2 separate regions of the Mus musculus genome follow, and region 2 is linked to region 1. The links are chromatin contacts, called in public promoter capture Hi-C maps. All regions are on one chromosome and are shown on one strand. The core of a region is the stretch at or near the end of the contact, and the rest is flanking DNA. Distances in the headings are between cores, read along the strand shown. Region 1 overlaps Adgrg3 (adhesion G protein-coupled receptor G3). Region 2 overlaps Cngb1 (cyclic nucleotide gated channel beta 1).

Region 1 (6,861 bases), core at 2,398-4,897:
TCTCATGACCCTGCCTTCCTAGTTAGAACTCGACAGAACTAGTCATCTGACTCAGAACACAGAGCCAGCAGCCATGTTAGGCAGCCAGAAAAGAACAAGAGAGAAGAGAGAAGAACAAGTTGTCACAGAGGCCGGACAAGAGACAATACTCAGCTCTAAAACAATAGGTGGGGACATCTGCTTTGATTTATGTGGCTTTTTCTGATCCTAGCCCCAAGACAACAACCACCCTTGCTGCCCTAGATCCCATAAGAATCTCAGGCATCTAAAATTAGCGTTTTGACTTGAGCTAGCTTCTATGGAATCCTGTGATCTGTAGAACACCCTCCCCAATTCCCAGTGCCCCTTAGTGCCAGTGAGGCAGCCTGTGGCCTCTCCGGACCCTCACCTTGTAGAGAGTTTAAGAGGGTGAAGACGTAGATGGTAGACAAGCCGAGGGGGGTGAGAACAGCCAGCCCCCAGGTCATGCCCACCAGACTGGAGAGGCCCAGCACGGTGAGGACCGACTTCCAGGTCGGCCCCTGTCCTTTGCCCGCTGTGACACTGGGCAGAGTGAAGATCTTCCAGGCCACCAAAGCCAGTACCACAGCACCGAAGAGGAAGGTAACAAGGAAGTAGCCGTGGACAGTAGCATAAAGAGCAGGCTCTTTCTGGAACCAGCACCTGCAGGAGGTGGATAGCCGCTGGGGCTGGGGAGGAAACCCCTGACCATTGAGCCCCAGGACACTTCCCCAGATGATCTGTAGTGACCAAGACGATGCCCCTCCCCCACCCCCCATTGCTGTTGGCTCTCCTGGGCCTCCTCCTTTATTTCCTTTCTGACTCCAGACTCCCATTTACCCACTGTACCACAAGCCAACTGGATCCGGCTATCCTCCCAGCCTTGACATTGCTGGCCTCTCCCTACGACCTCTTCCTCTCCCTCCCTCCAGTGAAACCAAAGGCCCCCATACCCTCTGCTCCCCTCAGCCCCACTCACAACTCCAGTGATGTGCGGTTCTCCTGGTCGCGAATGGTGTAAACTCCATAACTGTTGCTACTTCCAGCACCAATAACTACAAGAACAGGCAGGCCTGTGGACAAGGGGGAGGGGGCGAGTTGGCATTGCCAGTGTCCCCTTGATGGAGATTGCCTCCTGTTCCTCCAGATATCCATTGCTTGAGCTTTGGGCTTCCCTAGGCTCTTCCCTGTCAAACCCTCCAGCCTTCCTCTACTCCTCCAGCCTGTGCCTACCCCAGGCCAGCAGGCTCAGCTTCAGGAAATAGTGTCCAAAGTAGGTATTGAAGACTCTGATGGCCAGCAGGTAGAGGTGGAAGGCCTCCAGACCCATCCAGGTGAAGACACAGAGCAGAAAGTAGTGGAAAATGGCAGCTCGGACCCAGCAGGAGGCTGGGGGGCCTTGGGAGCTGCTCCCCACATTGATCAGGAAGGTAAGATTCAGGAGAAACAGGCTGATGCTCAGAGCCATGTGGATCTTAGGGGCATCTTCAGACTTGAACCTCTGCAGAGAGAACCTGGAAAGAATGGCTAGTGAGCAGGCCTGAGGAGCCACAGCCTATACGTGGTGCTCAGGCTGATCCATCTTCCTGCCTCGGTCCCGTGCCACCCACCATCAGCTGCTATCACCCTCATGGTCACTCCTGCCTGACCGTTCAGTTCCCACCTTTGCTAGGAGTCAGTGTGCAAACTCTTAGGTGCTAATCCACAAGCCCCTTCGTGGCTCTCTGGGCTCTGTGGATGCTCGCTGGGTCCTGCCAGCCTCACTGTTTGACAGATTCCTTAGATAAATTGTGTAACTGAGGAATTGACACTGAGGGTGGAGACTGTGTTCTCTACCAGTACTTGGCGGGGTGGGAGTGAGGAGGGGTGACATGGGTGTAGCTCCCAGGGGCTGAAGCCCAGGGCTTCTTAGTGACTGAGGCACAAAGGCACAGGGGAGGGACAGTAGGGATCCCTGGACTGGAAAATGGGAAGCCCAAAGATGTTCCAGGTGACAAAATTTGGAGCTGTGACGAAAGGATGGACCATCTAGTGATTGCCATATGCAGGAATCCATCCCATAATCAGCTTCCAAATGCTGACACCATTGCATACACTAGCAAGATTTTGCTGAAAGGACCCAGATATAGCTCTCTCGTGTGAGACTATGCAGGGGCCTAGCAAACACAGAAGTGGATGATCACAGTCAGCTATTGGATGGGTCACATGGCCCCCAATGGAGGAGCTAGAGAAATTATCCAAGGAGCTAAAGGGAACTGCAACCCTATAGGTGGAACAACAATATGAACTAACCAGTACCCCGGAGCTATTGACTCTAGCTGCATATGTATGAAAAGATGGCCTAGTCGGCCATCACTGCAAAGAGAGGCCCATTGGACTTGCAAACTTTATATGCCCCAGTACAGGGGAATGCCAGGGCCAAAAAGGGGGAGTGGGTGGGTAGGGGATTGGGGGGGGGGTGGGTATGGGGGACCTTTGGGATAGCATTGAAAATGTAAATGAGGAAAATACCTAATTAAAAAAAAAGAATGTTCCAGGTGGGTTCCAGTAAGCCTGGGCTCTAGGGGATAAGGATAGGCAACGATGAGCAGAGGCTGAACCCACAGGCTCCTTCAACTCAGCAGGTCTGAGGGTTTCTTGGTCAAATCCTGGCTCAGGACAGCCAAGTGACAGCACTATCTGGTCCTGTTTCTTTCCTGTGCCTGCTTCTTTTTGGAGAAGCTCATGTATCCCAGAAGGGGCATCCTTCCCCACACTTAGCCACAAGTAAGTGGCTTTGTCCCTTGTCACTTAAATGCATGAGTAGTCAAATGGCCAGCCTGTGTGTTCTACCCTGTAACCATAGTGGTCCAATTGGTCCTTGGCTTGTGATCAAAGTCAGACCCTAAAACAACTGAGTATTCATAAGCTAAACATGCACACACATGGAACACCCAGCATCTCAGGGGTATGAACCCTAGAGTCCTGTGCCCACAGGGACCACACACTTGGCTAATAGTCAACCATCTGTTGCAACTAGGACTACTCTGAACACTGGGCCATGTAGTTTTATTTAGACAGGACCTTGCAAACCATATCCCCACCATACACCACACACACACATACATGTGTATATATCCCCACCATACACCACATCCATATCCCCACCATACACCACACACACATATACATGTGTATGCCCATGCGTGCACATGTGCACATACACTATACACATGTGCACACACGCATATACATGTGTACACCCATACTACACACACACACACACACACACACACACACACACACACACGATCTCCAAAGTGGTGGAGCTGAAGGGGTCTTGAGACTACTTAGCTATTCTCTGCCACTGCCAACTTCCTGGCTTTGATGATATGCTATAGTTACATACGACATGACACTTGGGGAAGTTCCAGGAAGGAACCACAGACTGTCTGTGCTATTTTTGCAATTTTCAGTTAGTCTATAATTATTTCGAAATGTTTGTTCTCAAAGCCTTCAACTCTGGGGCTTCACTTTTGCTTGAATATCTAAGGAGCTGGGACCTGAGCCCGAAGTTCTCCAGGCACCAGGGTGAAATTAACATCCTGAGAGGAGAGAGAGCAAGCTGTGTAAGGAGAGACCAATCCCAGGGCAAGCTGTGAAGGGAGGGACCAATCCCAGGGCAAGCTGTGAAAGGAGGGACCAATCCCAGGGCAAGCTGTGAAGGGAGGGACCAATCCCTGGGGCTTCAGCTGGAGTCTTTAGTTCTTTCCCTGCCTGGAGGCCACATGATGTGAGTTTCCTAGTTCCACAAATCACTCATGCCCTGCGTGTTGGCCAATCTGAGTTGAATTTCTGCCTCTTTCAACTTCAACCCTATGTCCTACATTCTCAGAGAGCACACAAAAGGCCAGAGAAGACGATGAGAGGCCACAGAACAAAGACATCTTATCCCTATCCTGTACCTCCTTGAGGGCAGGAGGAAAAGGAGATGTCTTCACTCACCTGAAGGCAACATAGAGCACCATGGTGAAGGCCAGGAAGATCATGGAGACGGCACTGCCTGCCTGGGAGATGCGAGTGAGAGTCTGTGCCGTGGCCAGGTCCAAGATCGGCCTCTGTAGATGACCCCAAGTTCTGATCACATCACTGATGGGCCAGACCCACACATCTCCCAAACCCCAGCCAGCCCAGGCAGCCTCTCCCAGGGACAGAAGCTGGACCACTGCAATCAGGATGGATGGGCTGTTACCAGCAGCAAGGCGAAGAAGGTCAAGTGGTCGCAACGGCAGACAGTTCTCCCATCCCCGGGCACCGTGGAGCAGCCGTGGGAATCCCAGTCTCCTGTGGCCCACAGCAAAGTAAGAGCAGAGGAGGAGGGAGGGAGAGCCTGCCTCTGCCCTCACCCTCTGCCCCGTGGAAGCTTGCTCCTTTCTCATTCTAGAAACGTCTTCCAAACCTACCTTTAGCCATATCCCAGAATACACAGGTGAGGATCACGTTCTGAAACCAGAGAGTGGGAGTCAGAAGAGGAGGGAGGCAGGAAAGGGGGAGAGAAGAGAAGACGGGGCACCACCAGGGGTCTTGCCCTAAGAGGAAGCTCTCTGTAGCTTACATGGGGAGATCGACTCCATCGGTTGATGCTCCCTGGACCACTGTGCATGTAGGGTATACAACATGTATGGCACAAGAGGGTCTGCCTGTCTGTGCGTGCATGCCTGTCTTCAGGATCATTGCCTGGCAGGGGTGGAAAGCATGTATGCAGAGGGGTTCCCCAGGTCCCCACACATTTATGAACATGGGGTGGGAGGGTGTAGGGGGCACGTGTGTTCACGTGTGCAGGGCAGACAGATGTCTTTGGGCATTAACTGCATGAGCCAGATGGTTTCTTCTGCATGCACTTAGAAGGGTAAAGGGCACAGGGTCCCATGTGTGGCTTCTCAGAGCTCATGCACGGTATGCTCCACAGTAACTGCCAGGCCCCAGGCAGAAGACTCACAGGTGGTTGACGCTCATGGGAGAAGGTGATCTCTACAGGTTCCGACAGCCCGGTGGCGTGCATCTGGCCCACGCTCAAACCCACCATGCGGTTGTTCAACACGCTGCTGCCCTTGTCCTCAAGGAGCTTGGGGCCCTGAGAGGAGATTGGCAGGAAGCTAGCTATGGGATGGGCTGACCTTACCTGCCCTATCAAGGGGTCTTGGTAACTCTAAGACATGCCCTAGCCTGGGACATTAGGGGATCAGGGAGCCAGGGGCCACAGGCACCCTTCCTCCTACTGCTTTCTATAACACACTTGGGTGGGGCTAGGCAGGGCTGGCCTCTAGGTTCTATACTACCTTACTGAAAAGCCACCTTTGAACTGGAAGAGCTTGAGGCTAAGATCAGCCAGGAAATGAGGTCAATGCCAGTGAATGCCTCTAGGGGACAAGTGCTTCTAGATCCAAGGGAGCATATATGTAAACTTACATGGATGGGCACATGCCTCAGGAGCACACATCTGGCAGGCACTGGCAAGGGATAGTCATGTTTACCCATGTAAGCACAGTCACATCTGAGCACACCTGATTAAATGCACTCAGGAATATAGAAGGGTGTGTGTGTGTGTGTGTGTGTGTGTGTGTGTGTGTGTGTGTGTGTGTATGCATGTGCAAGAACATACAATCATGCATGTGCACACCTGGACATCATACACAGTCAGCAGGTGCTGATGTCAGGGTATCAGAATAGTCTTCAGGCCACAGACTGTAGAAGCAGTTCTTGGATGACCTGGCTGCCTTTGAGACAATCTCAGGGACCCTGAGCATTTAATACTGCAGCTTCCTGGGCTCCCAGCAAGCCTCTTACCTTAAAGACATTCCCTGCACCAATGTCTAGAACAGTTATGGCCAACCGGACTGCAGACCTGTTGCCAGGCAGGGCTCCAAACAGGCTCTTGGGAAGTCGGACTCCATCAGCAGGCTCGTCCTCACCCTGCATCACCTGCCTCGGGATCTGTAAGCATGGATCCAACAGCTCCCAACTCCCCCTTAGGATGCCAGCCCCAAGACAGATGCCACTACCACTCCAGTTGGGAGGAAAACTGTAGCAGGCCAAGTGGAGGGACAGCATCTGAGGACTTTTTAGCTCAGGGCTGGGGCACAGAGCACCTGGCTCAGTCCAGCCTCTGCTCCTTATGTTCTTGTCCCTTGGACAAGCATTAACAGTGGAGCCCCAGTTTTCCCATCACAGGAATCAGTAGAGCATGTCTACATTGGTACAGACACACTCTGCTTTTAAGTGTGTGTGTGTGTGTGTGTGTGTGTGTGTGTGTGTGTGCGCACGTGTGCACACGTGCGCGCACAATGAGGGATGTCCCAGAAAGAAGTGAGAGGAGAGTGGTGTGGGGGACTCGTGCTTACCTTGGCTGGGAAGCCCCTCCTGCCCAACAGTGAAGCGATTTAGAAACCAAGCATAGTTAGAACGTTAGAACAAACCTCTGCAGAAATCACCAGGCATTCTTTGTCTAGTGTCTGACCTCCTGGGCACCCTAGAGCTTCAGCCTGCATACACTAGCTCCCTGCTTCAGATGGATCCATGCTCATGGGACCAGGGGACCAGGGGTTGGGGCTGAAGCCCCAGTTTTCACCTTCCAGGTCTAGATCTTGTCAAAAAGGATGCATAGGTGATGTCTTGGCCCAGTGAGGCTCCTACCTAGAGGGCACTGCATCATAAGAGGCTCAGCCAGCTCCCTGGACCTCTACCCTCAACTTCCTCTCTGCAGGGATGCCCTGGACTTGTTGAGCCCTCGCTAGACCAAGAATGTCTTGGTTTTAACTCAGATGTTCTTTCCAATATGTTTATGGCTTGTTTTATTTTGTTGTTGTTTATATTTCTCTGGTT
Region 2 (6,861 bases), core at 2,771-5,270, 260 kb before region 1:
TTCAGAGTGGACCTTCTTTCTTCAGTTAAACCTCTTTGGAAACTCCCTGAAAGACCTGCCCAGAGGGGGTGTGTCTCCTAGGTGACTCGGAATCACATTAACCCCCCCCCCCACCAGCTCCACGTATATGTGTATGCACACATGCGTACTGGTGATAACATATGGGGCCAGGGCACAACTGACCAAGGTGGGTATATGCAGGCTGGCTTTGACCATGATCCATCTCTCTATTATCTAGGCCTGGAAAGTTGAACCTGAGGCTGCTGTCTTGGATCCAGGTACAGAGAAGGAGCTGGGAGGGACTCTCTAAGTGGTCACAGGATAGGGTAGGCTCTTCAGGGGGAACTTGAGACTCTGTGTGTGTGTGTGTGTGTGTGTGTGTGTGTGTGTGTGTGTGTGTACGTACGTACGTATGTGTGTGCCTTAGCCAGGCACTGGGAGAGTTCAGGCCTTGCTAAGACATCAGAAACCCCTTCTTAGTCGCACTTGGGACTCCAAGTGGCTTCAGTCAGCTGGATTTCACAAGCTTGGGTTTGTCCCTTTCCTTCCTAGGCTGTTTGCTATTAGGGTAGTCTCCAAGAGCTCTTCACCCAGACCTGTCATTTCTCCAAATCTGGCCCCTTTATACCCACGAGGGGGTTGGCTGAAGCCCAGCTATGGGGTCTTTAGTGCCAGCTCTCTTACTGCTCAGATCCTCCAGGAACCCCTATGCAGATGGAGCCCACAGAGAGCCCCTCCCAGCCTAATCCTGGACCCCTGGAGCCTGAGGAAGAGCCAGCTGCAGAGCCCCAGCCTGGCTTCCAATCCTCTTCCCTGCCACCACCCGGGGACCCCGTCAGGTGAGTCCCCTAAAGGCTGTACCTCCTACAAGGATCAGGCCCAGTGCTTTGCTCTCACTCAGTACTGATTGCTAAATTAGAAAGTTAAAAGTATTCACTTGGGTCAAGACTCAAACTCTCCAGGCAAACCTCATCAGCATCTTCCTCCGTCAACCAGGCTGGGAGTAATCGTTTCCTTTAAACAAATACCAAGTGCCCACCTGTAACCTCAGGACGCTGAGGCAGCAGGAGGATCATAAGTTCAAGTCCAGCTTGGACTCTATAGCTGGATCTTGTCTCAAAACAAGTGAAACACACACACACACACACCTCTATCAAAACCAAATTGCATGTATTCTTTTATATCCCTTTTTTAATTAAAAAGAAAAAGTCCCTCAGGGTCTGGAGAGATGGCTCAGTGGTTGAGTGCTTGCTACACAAGCTCATCCCATGAGCTCAAGGACAAGAATTTGGACTCCAGCACCTCTGTAAAAGCAGGCATGGTCCTGTGCAGGGCTGTGAGCCGAGCACTGAGGCAGGGAGTGGAGACAGGAGGATTGTTTGCCGTTGCTACCTTAGCTGAAAAAACTTGAGCTCTAGGTTTAGGCAGAAAACCTGCCTCAGGTTTGTGAAGAAACCCTGCCTCAGGCTTAGAGACAGACCTGGCTTCTGGTTTAGGGAGAGACCGTGTCTCAGGTTTAGGGAAAGCCTCTGTCTCAAAGGAACAAGACAGAGAATGATAGAGGGGGGTGCCTGCCTCCCTTCTCTGGTCTCTGTATGAATGCACAGACACACACAGCTATTCATGTGCATTAAACTCACACACAAACACACACACAGACACACACACGCACACACATGCAACACACTTTTAAAAGAAGTCCCTCAGAAGTGGCTTTATATACCAGTTCTATATTATTCCTTTGATCACTGCAAAGAGCTACCTAGGGCTTCATTCATTTAACCACACAGGAGCACTTAGAAGCGTCCCACACTTTTCCTGCCATCAGAAGCTTTGTGCATGCCCTATCTGGTGACCAGGAGTAAATGTGTAGGGTTGTTGGACCAAAGGCCACATCCATTTTAAAATCTGGCTGGGTGCTGCCCCATGCTCACACGCTGTGGGGGAGGGGTGTGAGAGACTGGAAATGCAGATCTGAAGTAGATGGAGCTGAGCTGAGCTCCCTGCTAGGGCTGCCTGGGAAGGATGGGGGAGGACAGAAAGGGCCCTTCAGGGTTAGAGCTCTAGGGTTGGCTTCCGACAGGACCTACCTCTTAGCAGGCTTGTTTGTCTGTGGCAATTCCCCACCCCAGTTCTTCTCGCCTGGATTCAGCCCATCTCTCTACCACAGGCTGATTGAGTGGCTCCTACACAGACTGGAGATGGCCCTGCCTCAGCCCGTGCTCCATGGGAAGGCTGCAGAGCAAGTGAGTGGCAGCCAGGCAGAGGCGACCCTGGCTGGGTGGTGGTGAGGGAAGGGCCTTGGAAGCTCAGATAAGGGTTGGATGGTCAGGGAGTCCCTGGGGATGGGGACACAATACAGCAAGGAGGGAGCCATCAGTGGCAACTCGGCCTTGTGTGCATACATCTGGACTGTAGCCACCAGTACTGATCTACCAGTCAGGAGCTTATAGTCTAGGGACTTCAACAGGAGGAGAGGAGCTCAGAGATGGAGCCTCCTAGAACATCAAGAAAGGTTTGCTAGTGGAAGCGACCCAGAAGAATGCACAAGGATTCAGAGCCCAGGAGCAGTCCAGGAAGAAGTGAGGTTCCCAGGAAGCTCTTAGGCTCCATGAGCATTCCTGGCAGCTTAGGGCCCAAACATGGTGGTAGGAAAAGCAGGGTCACAATCACCTCTTCCTTTTTTTTTTTTTTAAGATTTATTTATTATTCTATGTAAGTACAGTGTAGCTGTCTTCAGACGCCCCAGAAAAGGGTGTCAGATCTCATTATGGATGGTTGTGAGTCACCATGTGGTTGCTGGGATTTGAACTCAGGACCTTCGGAAGAGCAGTCAGTGCTCTTAACCACTTTTTTTCTTTATCAAGATCCTACTGGCCTGATTCTCCTTCTGGGGGATTATTCATCATCTGGAACTAGGAAGTGGGACACTTGCACTCAGGCATGGCTGTGTGATATTGGCCCTGGTCCTCAGGGAACCTTACCATATCCCCCAGAGAAGCAGATGAACAAATATGCTACCACCCAGCCTTGGGAAAAACACAGGAAAGTGGTCTGAACATAAGATGCTTTGTCCAGAGGGAGGTGGGCCTGGACTGGTCCCAGGCCTCTGGGCCCCAGCACCTCTGAATCTCTTTCAGCCCTGTACCTTGTCTCATAGACACAAGGACTCTACTCTCCCCCTCACTGGCTCTAGGCCCAGCAAAGGTCTTCCGTCTTTGTTTCATGGGGGTGGAGCCAGGAGCCAGACATCCTGGATCCACTCCCAGTGCTATACCCCTCTCCACTCTTCACTGGCTCAGTGCTGAGACCGGCTGAGCAGAAGGTACCGAAAGCCAGGCTTCTGTTTCATACCCTTCATCGGTCTCTGAAGGCGCGGGGAGTACTGGCTTCAGAGAGTTCCAAACATAAAAGGGGCGAGAGGGGAAGAGCCATTAACTGCTGAAGATCCCTAGATGACAGAGGAGCCTGGGGACCCCCGGCAGCAGGGAAGCGGCATAGTAGGGAGAAGCCCTCCAGGTGCTGGAAGGAGAGGCTGGCCGTTTCACAGGGCAAGCAAAAGCTAAGGGCAAGCTGTGGCCCTGGATGGAGAAGGGGTCGGAGCAGCCAGTAGCCTCTGGAGAGAAGGCAGGAGCAGAGAGATGAGGCAGTGCGTCTTCTGCAGGTTCTGGCTGGGGGGGTGGGGGGGGGGAGAGGACATATGTGTACTAGGGATAGGAGGGAGGCAAGGGAGGCAGCCAAGGCAGGTCTCCTCTTTTTTCCCCCCCATGTAGGAGCCTGGCTGCCCTGGGATGTGTGACGTACAGACCAGTAAGTACCGTGCTCCTGAGTCCCACGTTCATTTCAGGGAGGGTCACGGGATATATGTCGGTCTGAGTTGAGTGTGAGTTAGGGTCTCCTAACCTGGAGTGGAGAGAGCTTGCTCCTGCTCAGGGTCTCTGGAGAGCAGTAATGGAGCTGGTGGCTAGAGCGGTTGCTCTGTCAGGAAAACAACCGTGAAGCCAAAACCACGCCCCTTCCTGTTGGCAATTGCCCAGCGCTAGAGACCGGACTCTGGAAGCTGGGTGCGTGGGTTTGACTGGGAAAGAGGTGGTTCTTGGGAAACAGAGTCTAGGGACTCCAGAGCCACTGAGCAACAGGATGCCCTACCCTGGGATGAGTTGGGAGGTATTGGATAGCACCATTGGAAGACAGAAGGCTGAAGCCAGGCAGTGTACAGCCAGAGACAGAGTACCACTGGAAGTGGATAATATACTGGCAAGTGGTAGACATTTATGCGTTCATCCATCCATCCATCCATCCATCCATCCAATAGTGATGGGTGGCTTATTGCCACCTGCTTCAGCCTGCTTCAGGCACCCATGGTGGGCTTCAAGAAAGCAAAGCAGCGCTCAGACCTTGCACAGTGTAGCCCCCGAACCATCCTAGACATGTACCCTCTGACTCCGACTAAGGGCCTCCCTGAGTGGGGAGAAAAACGATGTCCAATCCCATCCCCCTGGACCATGGTCTCTATGAGCATTCTGAAACTAAATGACCATTGTGGTCAGGGACACAGACAGGCAGCCCAGGCCATGGAGGTGAGAGAGTGGACAGTCGCTAGATCTATACCAGTGGGAGGGAGAAATCTGGCCAGCTTCAAGATGGGGCAAGCTCACTTTCTCCTGGGACTCCTGGTAGTCCTTGAATATGTAGGTGTAAGACCCCCGAAGCTGGGCCTCCGCTCAAGTCCTGGGATGAGCTGGTTGGTACCCCAAATGACTCGAGAGAAAAACCACACCTGATGCAAACTGCAAGAGGTTTTATTATCAGCTAGCTGAGGATGAAGTCCCTCCACCACCGCCCGTGCAGGGCAGGTGACAGTAGGGGGCTTTTAACAGCTAGCTGAGGAATTGGGAGGAGTTGGGAGGAGTTGGGAAGAGTTGAGAGAAACTCTTTCCTTGGTGAAATTTACAAGGCAGGAGTGGGGAGTGAGTTCTTTCTGAATTTTTATCTCCATGTCCTCAGCACAGGAAGGCAGGCATCTCTGGTTGTAAGATATAGAAACAAAAAGGCTTTTTGCTGGCTATAGAGAACAAAGAGCTTCTTTCTGGCTGTATTTTTAGAGATCGGGGAAAACAAGCTTGGGGAATGTCCAGGGGCTTTACCTTCCAGGGAGAAACGCTCTAAGTTGGGGTCTCACATAGAGACCCAATAGGCTGTTAGAGCAGAGAAAGGTCAAACCTTGGAGAACCGGAGGTTTCTCCTCAGTACGTTATAGCAGCAAAAACTAGGCCCTGTTTGGCCAGGTGGGTAATTACTCAGTCTGAAGTTCAAGGGCCCCAAATTTCCCAGGACAGGGACCATCTATAACACTGTGGAGAGCTCAGATGTGTGACAGGTCCTCCTGCCTTTCTCTTGGCTCCTTGGAAAGATGCAGGATTCTCAGCTGATTGCAATTAGATTAATCTCAAAGTTCCTGGAACAGGCAGGTCTCTGGTGGGCACTCGGCATGAGTGGGCACAGGCTTAGCACAAAGAACAGAGCTTAGGCAGGCTTGTGTCCTGTGGCTGTGGTGACAAATGTGCACACATCCATGTTTGAGGTGCTGGCAGGGTCCTTTCCCTTTGAGACTCTAGGAGAAGGCAGTGTGTGTGTGTGTGGGGGGGGGGGTGGTGGTGAATGTCCTTGCCGCTCTCCTGATTCCCTTGAGCCTCCTTGGCTTCCAGCTGTCCTTCTATTTACTCCCTGTGTCCTTGACTGTCACTGGGGGAAGGCCTGCCCTAAATTCAGAAGTCTTTTGCTTTGAGATTCTGAGGACAATAATATTCTCAAAGACTGTATTTTCAAATAAAGTCACATTTATATAGGATAGAATAGGACCTAGGCATGTCTTTTCAGGGACACTTTTTAATCCGCTACATGGGGTGACTGAGGGTCTGGGGATACATGTTCACTTCCTCTACTCTGTCCCCTAGTCTCCCCATCCAACTATCCTCTGCTTGGGCATGCAGATCCCCAGCCTTCTATCTATCATCTATCTATCTATCTATCTATCTATCTATCTATCTATCTACCTACCCATCCACTCATCCTCTGCTTGGCCACTCAGATGCTCATCCATCCACCCACCCATCCATCCACTCATCCACTCATCCACTCATCCATCCATCCACCCATCCATCCACCCATCCTCTGCTTAGCCACCCAGATGCTTATCAATCCTTCCATCTGTCTATCCATCCATCCTCTGTGTGTCTACTCAGGTGCCCACATTTCTGTCACCTCCTTTGTTTCAGGGGCGACAGCAGCTGGAGGCCTCTGAAACAAGGGAGAGGGGACCTGGGGAGCCCATGGACAAACGGATGCATGGATGGATGAAGGACTGAAGGATGCCTCAAGAGAAGAACTTTAGGGGGCAGTGACTGCTAATCTCCACCCTCTTTGAATAGTGAGCCCCCTGCACCCCCAGGCAGGGCAGAGGAAACCAGAGTCATTAAGTGTAACCCCAGAGCTTCCTCTCAGGGCTCTTGGGCAGGGGGCAGCACCCAGATCAGGGCAAGGGCAAGGAAGACTTCCTGGTGTGAGACTACAGAGAGCCCTCCCTATTGAGGCCTCAGTGTCTGAGCATGCTCTCACAAGGGGAACCTGGCACCATCCACACTACACGGGACTCAGTTTCCCTATAAGTGGTTCTTCCAAGGCCTGCCCTAGTTCTCTCTCCCAAGAGTGAGGGACCACCACCGACTGTGACATTGTAATTGACATTAAAGAGTGTGACTTTGCACCTCAAACCTGTGACTGTGTGATATTCTTAAGCCAAGTCTGAAAGAAGTCTTCAAGTTTTATTTATTTAGACAGGTTCTTGTGGTACATTCCAGG

What was found. Capture Hi-C pulls out chosen DNA fragments and counts their contacts.
Region 2: a promoter capture Hi-C map of adipose tissue shows a contact between it and region 1. The contact joins two enhancer-like sites. A contact is called at or near these places in 16 of 39 promoter capture datasets (the 3T3-L1 cell line, 3T3-L1-derived adipocytes, the C10 cell line and 8 more), 10 of 484 Hi-C or Micro-C datasets (the G1E-ER4 cell line, embryonic stem cells and pancreatic cancer cells), 1 of 115 datasets of contacts at active chromatin or transcription factors (embryonic stem cells) and 2 of 9 other capture datasets (adipose tissue and liver).

What each region holds. Positions count from the first base shown.
Region 1 is chr8:95,034,062-95,040,922 of GRCm38.p6, reverse strand. It overlaps Adgrg3 (adhesion G protein-coupled receptor G3), which reads right to left. Exons shown (of 12, transcript NM_173036.3): 4 at 5,827-5,973; 5 at 4,979-5,113; 6 at 4,443-4,482; 7 at 4,232-4,323; 8 at 3,985-4,097; 9 at 1,234-1,514; 10 at 980-1,073; 11 at 389-663. Among named protein-coding and RNA genes, the nearest start is that of Gm51544, 17 kb to the right of the region's middle. Within about 2 kb of position 3,647, at least 139 of the 459 cell types and tissues checked have an H3K27ac peak or open chromatin away from gene starts, as enhancers often do. A contact at or near this core is called in adipose tissue, where this site is marked.
Region 2 is chr8:95,290,505-95,297,365 of GRCm38.p6, reverse strand. It overlaps Cngb1 (cyclic nucleotide gated channel beta 1), which reads left to right. Exons shown (of 33, transcript NM_001195413.1): 9 at 239-278; 10 at 692-839; 11 at 2,171-2,246; 12 at 3,774-3,810. Among named protein-coding and RNA genes, the nearest start is that of Cngb1, 13 kb to the left of the region's middle. Within about 2 kb of position 4,020, at least 66 of the 459 cell types and tissues checked have an H3K27ac peak or open chromatin away from gene starts, as enhancers often do. A contact at or near this core is called in adipose tissue, where this site is marked.